3 separate regions of the Gossypium hirsutum genome follow, and all the other regions are linked to region 2. Evidence: chromatin contacts called from public Hi-C data. All regions are on one chromosome and are shown on one strand. Each heading gives the region's core, a stretch centred on a gene start, on an enhancer-like site or on the middle of the called end of the contact. The rest is flanking DNA. Distances are from core to core; before and after follow the strand shown. Region 1 holds the start of LOC107961744. Region 2 holds the start of LOC107893937 (putative E3 ubiquitin-protein ligase LIN-1). Region 3 holds the start of LOC107961745 (enhancer of rudimentary homolog).

What was found. A called contact is a pair of places that touch in the nucleus more often than the background predicts.
Region 1: a contact with region 2 is called in a Hi-C map of leaf, with 2.1 times the contacts expected there. The contact joins the promoter of LOC107961744 here to the promoter of LOC107893937 in region 2. A contact is called at or near these places in 5 of 34 Hi-C or Micro-C datasets (leaf and petal).
Region 3: a contact with region 2 is called in a Hi-C map of leaf, with 4 times the contacts expected there. The contact joins the promoter of LOC107961745 here to the promoter of LOC107893937 in region 2. A contact is called at or near these places in 4 of 34 Hi-C or Micro-C datasets (callus and leaf).

Annotation. Positions count from the first base shown.
Region 1 is chrA06:41,276,668-41,279,367 of Gossypium_hirsutum_v2.1, forward strand. It overlaps LOC107961744, which reads left to right and starts at 1,428. Exons shown (of 4, transcript XM_016897843.2): 1 at 1,428-2,404. The coding sequence starts at 2,312.
Region 2 is chrA06:41,528,802-41,531,501 of Gossypium_hirsutum_v2.1, forward strand. LOC107893937 (putative E3 ubiquitin-protein ligase LIN-1) reads right to left here and starts at 1,446. Exons shown (of 12, transcript XM_041115868.1): 1 at 1,203-1,446; 2 at 791-948; 3 at 576-638; 4 at 145-493.
Region 3 is chrA06:41,321,122-41,323,840 of Gossypium_hirsutum_v2.1, forward strand. It overlaps LOC107961745 (enhancer of rudimentary homolog), which reads left to right and starts at 1,272. Exons shown (of 4, transcript XM_016897845.2): 1 at 1,272-1,457; 2 at 1,770-1,863; 3 at 2,415-2,535. The coding sequence starts at 1,455.

The sequences.
Region 1 (2,700 bases), core at 178-2,677, 250 kb before region 2:
GTCTATCCACTTACGCCTTATGTATACCCGATTATCTCTTGCAATTTCTAAATTAGCGTAAAACTCTAAACTACATGTATTACTACAAGTGTGGTCGGTAAAATCACGAATTGTTTCCACCGATGGTGGCGAACCAAGTTCCAAATTTCACGACAATCCGAGGTGGTCGCACGATTATTCCACCTATTCAAATAATGTGTTATTTCAAAATTACAATAATGAAATAAATATTAGGATAATGATATTATCAAATGAATTTTACCATATTACAAATGGGAATTCATAAGGGGGTCCGCTTGGGGCCATAAAAATGGTAGTCGGTACCATGCCCACGATTGAAGAATGAGCATGCAATCGCTGTAACTTTTTTCTCGTTTCATATCCTAACATATCTCTCAGTACAATGTCGCCAACACCGTTGATCCCCAATTGAGTCATCCTGCTTCTTTCAAGTTGACTACTAGTAGTAGCCACCTTAAATGTACCACATTTCGAGATTTATCTGGCATAAACAGACCTTCGATCAACCTCAAGATGAATGTGTGTGCGAAGTGTTCTTTGTCAACGTCACTCATGGAGACGTTGATACTTTTGAAGTTGTCTTCCAACCATCTCATCTCGATTCAACTACCCCCAAACTTGTTCAACACCTTCCCTAATAGTAGCTTGCATGTTGCACTTCAATCGGCACTTATTACTACCCCCGTAACGACTTCACCATCGACTGGTAGACCGAGTTGTAAACTAACATCCTCGAGTGTAATTATACACTCATCGTAGGGAAGATAGAATGTGTGTATCTTGGGTCTACATCTTTCTACCAAAGAAGCACTGATAAGTGAGGGACCCAATTTAGTCCCCTGAGAATACAAACCATGTACAAGAATCTCGCGTCTCGCAAATGTCCATGAATGGCAACCAGTGCACTCACACTTAAATTGTGTATGTATGTCTCCAAAATTTTATCTTTGGCTTGAATATATGAACAAAAAATTATAAATTTAATAATGTCAACAATATAATAATTAACTAATTATAATTTAATAATTTAATACTATTTTCTTATCTTTTGTAATTGGACACTAGAGAAGTGTTTGTCATCCAAATGAATAAGATGATTTGTCATTTTACAAATTATAAAGAATAAAATAAAACCAAAAAGAATAAACAAAATTATTGAGAGAATTAAGAATTGAATGAATAAGTTTGAATGAAAAAGAATGGAGTTTAGAATGGTTTATATAAGAAAAAATATGACTATTGGAGATGTAGCCGTTGGAATTATGATCATTGAGGTTGCCATTGCCTGAAAATACACCCTATAAAACATATTTATTTTCTCTCTAAAAATTATCTATTTTCATAAATATATAAAAAAAACCTAATTTCTTAAAGTTTATAAAAAAAAGCGCATATATGCATAATTTAATCAAGGGGTGTTGCACAGAACCGTTTAGAAAAAAAAAAGTTGAACCGTGAGGGTGTCAATGTCTTAGACACATGTTTTATAAAGTCATAGCAAGTCATAGTGTAATCAAAATTAATAATTAATATATATATTGTAGCTGTGCTGGCCATCCAGCCAAGTCCAACCATGTAAAAGGTTCTTTCTTTGTAGGAAAAACTGCAACCCCGAGTCCCATGAAAACAAAACAGTAGCCATTTATGTCCTGCCTTCCCATTATCCAAACATCCTTCCTTTCTCTGTCTAAAATGGTCCAGCCAGCTTTTACCATTGTACTAAACAAACCCCTAAATATTCAAAAAAAAAAAGAAATATGAAAAGCTAAGACAGATAAAGAAGGAGATATGTCTTCAATTGTCCTCCAACCACAGAGCTCTCTCTCTCTATTCCCCAAAAATTAAAAATATGAACTTTCTTAATTCCCGCATTTACCCTTCTCTGTACCGCTATCTTCCCATCACTCCTTCAACTCAAAGTCTTTCCATGTTCTTCTTCATGGGCTTTTTCGGGTTCTCACATTCTCCATCCAGTTTCAGAGAAAGTTGTCTTTTCTCTCCCCATCTTCCTTATTATTTCCTTTTTCTTTATCTTTCAATAAAAATTCCGCCTTGAACGGCGTCTTGCTTTTTCTTCAAGTTTTGATTTTTCAATTTGAACAAGTTAATAAAAACAAGTGCTTTTTTGGGTTCTTTGGATTTTCTTTTTTATTTCTCCTAATTGGAATGGGATACGGTTTTCTGGGCTATAAATTTTAGGGCAAAAGATCATCTCTTTTTGCCTATATATATTCTTGAGAAAGGTTTATTTAAAAAAAAGATAATTGGGTTTCAATTTTAATAATTAAAGATGAAAAGGGTTTCTGTGAACTCGGTTGATGAAGGAACTAGGGCTAGATTGAAGCATCAAACCCTACTACAGGAATTCTTGCAATTGCAAAAGGTTAGTCCTTTGCCTCAATTACTTATTTTGTAGTCCTTCTATATGACAAAAACTAGGCCGCATTCTTTTTTATCATCAAACAGTTCTTTTATTACATCAATTCATTAGTTTTAGATTCTTGTTTTGATTCTGCAGCATATAGGATGTTGATTTGAGTTTGTTTCTTCCTAAAATTTTAGTTTCTGCCTAAAATTTTAGTTTTTTCTTTGATTATTACACCTGTTTTATGCACTTTAGTTGGCATAGGTTAGGCGTTGTTGTTGATGGTATAGAATATAAGGATCTAAACTTTCATA
Region 2 (2,700 bases), core at 196-2,695:
TATCTCGGTTCTTCATGATGCGTGGATTCCGGATAAAAGAAATTATAGATTACCGTCAATTGTTAATAATTTATGTGATTTTAAAGTTGCTGAGCTTATTGATGTTCATAATAGAAGCTGGAAATGAGAGAAGATTGTCAATACCTTTCCTCACAAAGTAGCTGAGAAGATTCTGCATATTCCTCTGGTGAAAGCTCCTCATGATGATTTCCTGGCTTGGAGTGGTGAACTCTCGGGAGAATACTCTATCCGTAGTGCCTATAAACAAGGTTGGAAGATCCTAGTGCTTATGCTTTACAGACCGACTACAACAATTTCTATAAAAAACTATGGCTATCTACCCTCCAAAATTAAGATTACAGTTTGGAAAATCTCCTGGAATTATTTGCCTACACGAGCTAACATGCAATACAGAAAGCTAATTACTAATATGCAATCTGCCCTCGATGTGAATCAGCAGTGGAAACAATGGACCATCTCTTCTGGGAATGCCCTGTATCAATGACAATATGGATAGAACTATCATTCCAGAAGCTTCTATAGGAACCTAATATGGAATTTCTACAATGGCTAACCTGGGTGTTTGCCCAGAATAATATTTCCTTGTGTAGATTATTTTGTTGCGCGTTATAGGCAATCTGGGGAGAAAAAAACAATAGATTACATAAGAAAGTTAGTAGATCTGGGAAAGAAACTGCAAATTTTGTCCAGAGCTACATCAGTGAGGTAGATGGGAATGAAAAAGAAACACAAAAAATTACCCAGGACGTCAGTAAATGGAAACATCCACCTGATCAGATAGTGAAGATTGATTTTGACGCAGCATATGATAAAAGATCAGTCAAGCGGCTCCAGGGATAGTGGTTAGAAATAGTGGAGGAAAGGCCTTAATATCTTGCTCAGAGATTCATCACCAGATAGGCTCAGCTTTCACTGCAGAGGCACTCGCTTGTTGTAGAGCAGTCCAAATCGGGATGGAGATGAAATGGTCCAAGATCAATATTGAGGGTGATTCATTATCAATCATCAAGAAATGCAAGGAAAACAGAGAGGAAAAATCACATATCGGAGCATATATACATGACATCCAGCAAATAATGTTTAGATCTAGAAACTTAACGTTTGCATATATCCCAAGAGTAGCAAATATGTTAGCACATTTACAAGCCAAAGAATCAATGAAGAAAAGGGAGGAGATATACCTGGTGGATAGTGTTCCTAAATATGCCGAATTTCAGAGAGTAAATGATAGTGTGTGTGAACCGGATTGAAAATGGATAGAGAAGAAGAGAAAGAAAGGGAAGCTGTGAAAATGGGCAGATCAACAGACAAAGTGTTAAATGCCCCCTTTGGAATTGTGAAAACGTCTTGAAGAAGAAATGCCAGCCTAGCAGACAAGACGTGCAACAGGTTTTCTGATTGTGCAGAATAGGGGTTATAATTATGGTATTCTAGAATACTCTTAATTTAGTTTTTGAATTTCCTTTTGGGCCAAAGCTTAAGTGTTAGGCCTCTTTTTGTCTAGTTTATTTCTGTTTTGATTTGTTGGATATTACGTTTTATGGTCAAATAAGCCCAATCTGATTTTTGTCAAAAAAAAAAACAATCGGTGTTATATTAAATCAATATTAATTTTAATTTTAATTTTAAAATATAAATAAATATAATAAAAAATTAAAGCATAATATCAATAAAATAAATATGTAATGATTTTTTATTTTATTTTTTTCTATACGTATTAACACGTGAATTATTTAAAATACAAAAATTATATGTTTTACAAAAATTAACTAATTAATTTTGTTTAGTAATTTTAAAAATATGTAATTATTAATTTAATTGTAAGTTAAACTTTTAAATTATATATTTTCATTTTGGTATTAAAAATATTATGATATTTATATAAATATCTATTTTTTACTTTGTTATTAAGTTATACAAATTTGAGAATTTTTGTTATAAATTTACAATTACTTTTTATTATCATTTTTTATTTTTATGTTTTATATAATTTATTATTTTATGAAATAATGTTTTTATATTTTATTATAAATTATTTAGTACTCCTTTTATATTTATGTTATTAATTGCTTATAAAATATTGTTATTTACTGTTATGTTGTACATAAGTTGAAAATCAATTATAATTAGAGTTGTACATTGCCTGAGTCGAGTCTGTCCAAAAAAAATAAGAGAGTTTGGGTGAAAATATAAATTTAAAAAATGAGTTTGGACAAAAAAAAAGTTCATATAGAAAACGGGTTAGATCTCGGGTAATGTTTTTTTGGCCCCGAGTCCGACCCAACCTAAATTTTCAATAGAAAACCTTGCTGTTTTTGTTGTTATTTTCCCACTTTTTGCCACTATTTGTTATCATTTCACTATTATGTTGCTACTATTTTGTTGTTAATGTTTGGATATTGTATAACACTTACTTTATTGTTTATTTTGCTACTATTTTAGAGGCATTTACTTATTAAGCTCCACTTATCTTAGTGTTATTTAAATATAAACACTTTTTTAATTTATTTTCAATTTGTTGGGAAACATTTATTTTAATGTTTTAAGTATATTTGGTGTATTATATTTTTTAAATTTTTTTACATAAAATTGAAGTTAAAAAAATTAATACGGGTCAAGTCGGATTGGATCTAAATTTTAGCATTTTTATTCGGGCTGGGTTTAGACAAATATTTAAGC
Region 3 (2,719 bases), core at 22-2,521, 210 kb before region 2:
TGTTCAGAAACTTCTTCTCAAAATTATTTTTTCAGGAATTACTATAGAAAAAGAGCGTCCACGTGAGAGCTTTTTTCAATAATTTTACTAACAGTGCATCCTACCTGAAGCATTTTTCACACTATTTGTTCAGAGTCGTATTCTCAAAATTATTTTTTCAGGAACTACTGTGGAAAAAAAAATCCTTATTGTCAATAAAATTTTCCCTAAACCCTAAACTTAAATACAATATTATTTTAAAAAATAAACCCTAATTTAATTAATTTTCTTAAAAAATACTAAACCTTAATTTAATTAATTTATTTTAAACCCATAAACCCTAATTTAATTAATTTTAAAAAATAAATCCTGATTTATTTTTTAAAATTCCTAAAACCCAAAACTCTAAATTATTTTAACAAAACCCTAAACCCTACAAACCTAAGCCTAAATTATTTTATCAAAACCCTAACCCTAAAAACCCTAAGGACTAAACATGCAAAAAGCCTTAACCTAGAAAAAACACAGAGCAAAACGCGCCCCTAGGGGAGTGATTTCGTCACGTTAGTAAAGCGCGTCCACGTCAGCGCCTTTTGTGTTGACATGGCAAAATTGCTCCCCAAGGGCGCATTTTGCTGAAATTTCACCCTAAAATGCTTCTACGTGCACACATTTTGTCAAAATCAGCTATTTTCGATAAATAATGCAGAAATTAATCCATTTCCATAAATATACTTGAAAATATGTCTTTATAGGTAAATTAGTCTATAAATCATTTAAATAAATCTAATTATCGAAAATCGACCCGCATAATGAAATAAACTAAGTTAACCACTGAACCTGCCTAAACTCATCTACTTAACCCTAAACCAGAATTCAATTCTTTTGGACAATCATGCCCTTAAAGAAATATCGACATATATGCTTTAAGTCAAAGTCTTCGTCAACTATTCTAATGACTAGGGAGACATCAGTTGCTCTTTTTAAAATTTTAATTTGGTTAATATATGCTTTAACTTCTTATACTATTTAAACATTTGAAATTTAGTCCTTTATTGGTATTTTCAAAATTTTAATTTTTCTATATTTTGAATATAAAAATGTAAGCTGAATTGTTAAGAAGAGTTAACTTCTTCAGTTCAATACAAGTATATTATAATACCATTTTTATTATATGATACTTAAGTAAATATTTTCTATTTCAAAATTTTACACTAGTAAATTTAACAACAAAAATAAAATCAACACTTGACCTAAATATCAAAATCCAAAAAGCAAAGAAATTAAAAATAGAGAGACTAAATTATAAATGCAAGAGGATACAAGGACTTAGAGCACATTTTAACCTTTCTTAATTTAATTTTATTTTAAGATAAAAAACTCTGTTTTGGGGACTTCCATTGGAACCGCATTTGATTTCAGCAGTTTAACGTTGGCAGCAGATTCTCTCTTTCAGTTCCATCTATCATAATCGCATGGTAATTCCCTTTTCCTTCTGTTTTGTCCCCAAATTCAATCAAATATTGCTTGTAAAAATTCATTTTCTTGCCTCTTTAAACTAGGGTTTCGTTAAGCGTTTCCTTTTCAATACAGAATAGGGCACACAGCTCTTGAAACCGAGCAAATTGCAGCTATTTTCTTTTTATTACTTAAAGATTGAATATTTCTTTGCTAGGAACTAATGTTGGTTTATTAATTCTTTCCCCGCGTTATAATTACGCTCAAACTTATTTTAGTATTAGTGATTTTTTCCCCTAATTGCCTATGTGTTATTTTGTTTGGGAATTTAGGCAAACAAGCACACCATTGTTTTGATGCAAACTTCACAGAACAGATCAACGAGAACATTTATGGATTACTCTTCCGTAACTCAAGCCATGGATGGTATCTTTTCGTTTATTTTTGCTTACAGTGTCTTGCTTTTTGTTGTTTGTTATTAGAGCTATCAATTGCACGGGTTGGGTTGGTTTTGGACTGGATCAATCAGGATAGGGTCAAACTCAAATTTTAGGTTTGGTCATTTCATGTTCAGGCTGATTTGGGTTTGAGGGTCGGGTGATTTGGTTTCAGATTTGGATTAGTTTTGGGTTTGATTAATTCAAGTTTAGGTTGGACAGCTTTGGGTTATTAACTTTTTATGATCAAATCGGATTGGATTTGGTTCTGGTTTGGATTAATCGGGTTTGTGTCAAAATTGACGGTGTATTTGTTGTCTTAAATGTTTGTTTTGGATGACTGCTGCTATGATTTTTAAGTTCATACTTCATTAGTTTGTTCTTGAAAACAGATTCTAGTACAGGGAGTGGACTGTTCCTTTTGGAGATTATGCATATGTTTGAAGTGATCCTTAGATTTAATTATGCATGTGTTTTTCGAATTACTGGTTCCAAATGATTGGACAAGCTTTACAGTTTTATAATATTTGACGTGTGAAGGTATATGTGGACTATATGAAAGGAAACTTAAGGAGCTAAATCCAGCAACAAGAAACATCACATATGACATTGTTGATCTTTACAATTTTATTGATGGCCTTGCAGATATGAGTGCCCTTGTGTATGTCTTTCAATCTTTTTTTTTCGTACACCCTTTTCTCTTTGAACATTATCATCTATCTTATGTAATATTTCATGTTTACTCAGTCATGTGTTGATCAAGTGTCTTAAAAACTGTCTATTAAAGGCATGATTTTTCATTGTAGAACCTGAACCCTGAGGAATAAGCATGTATTTTGAGTCCA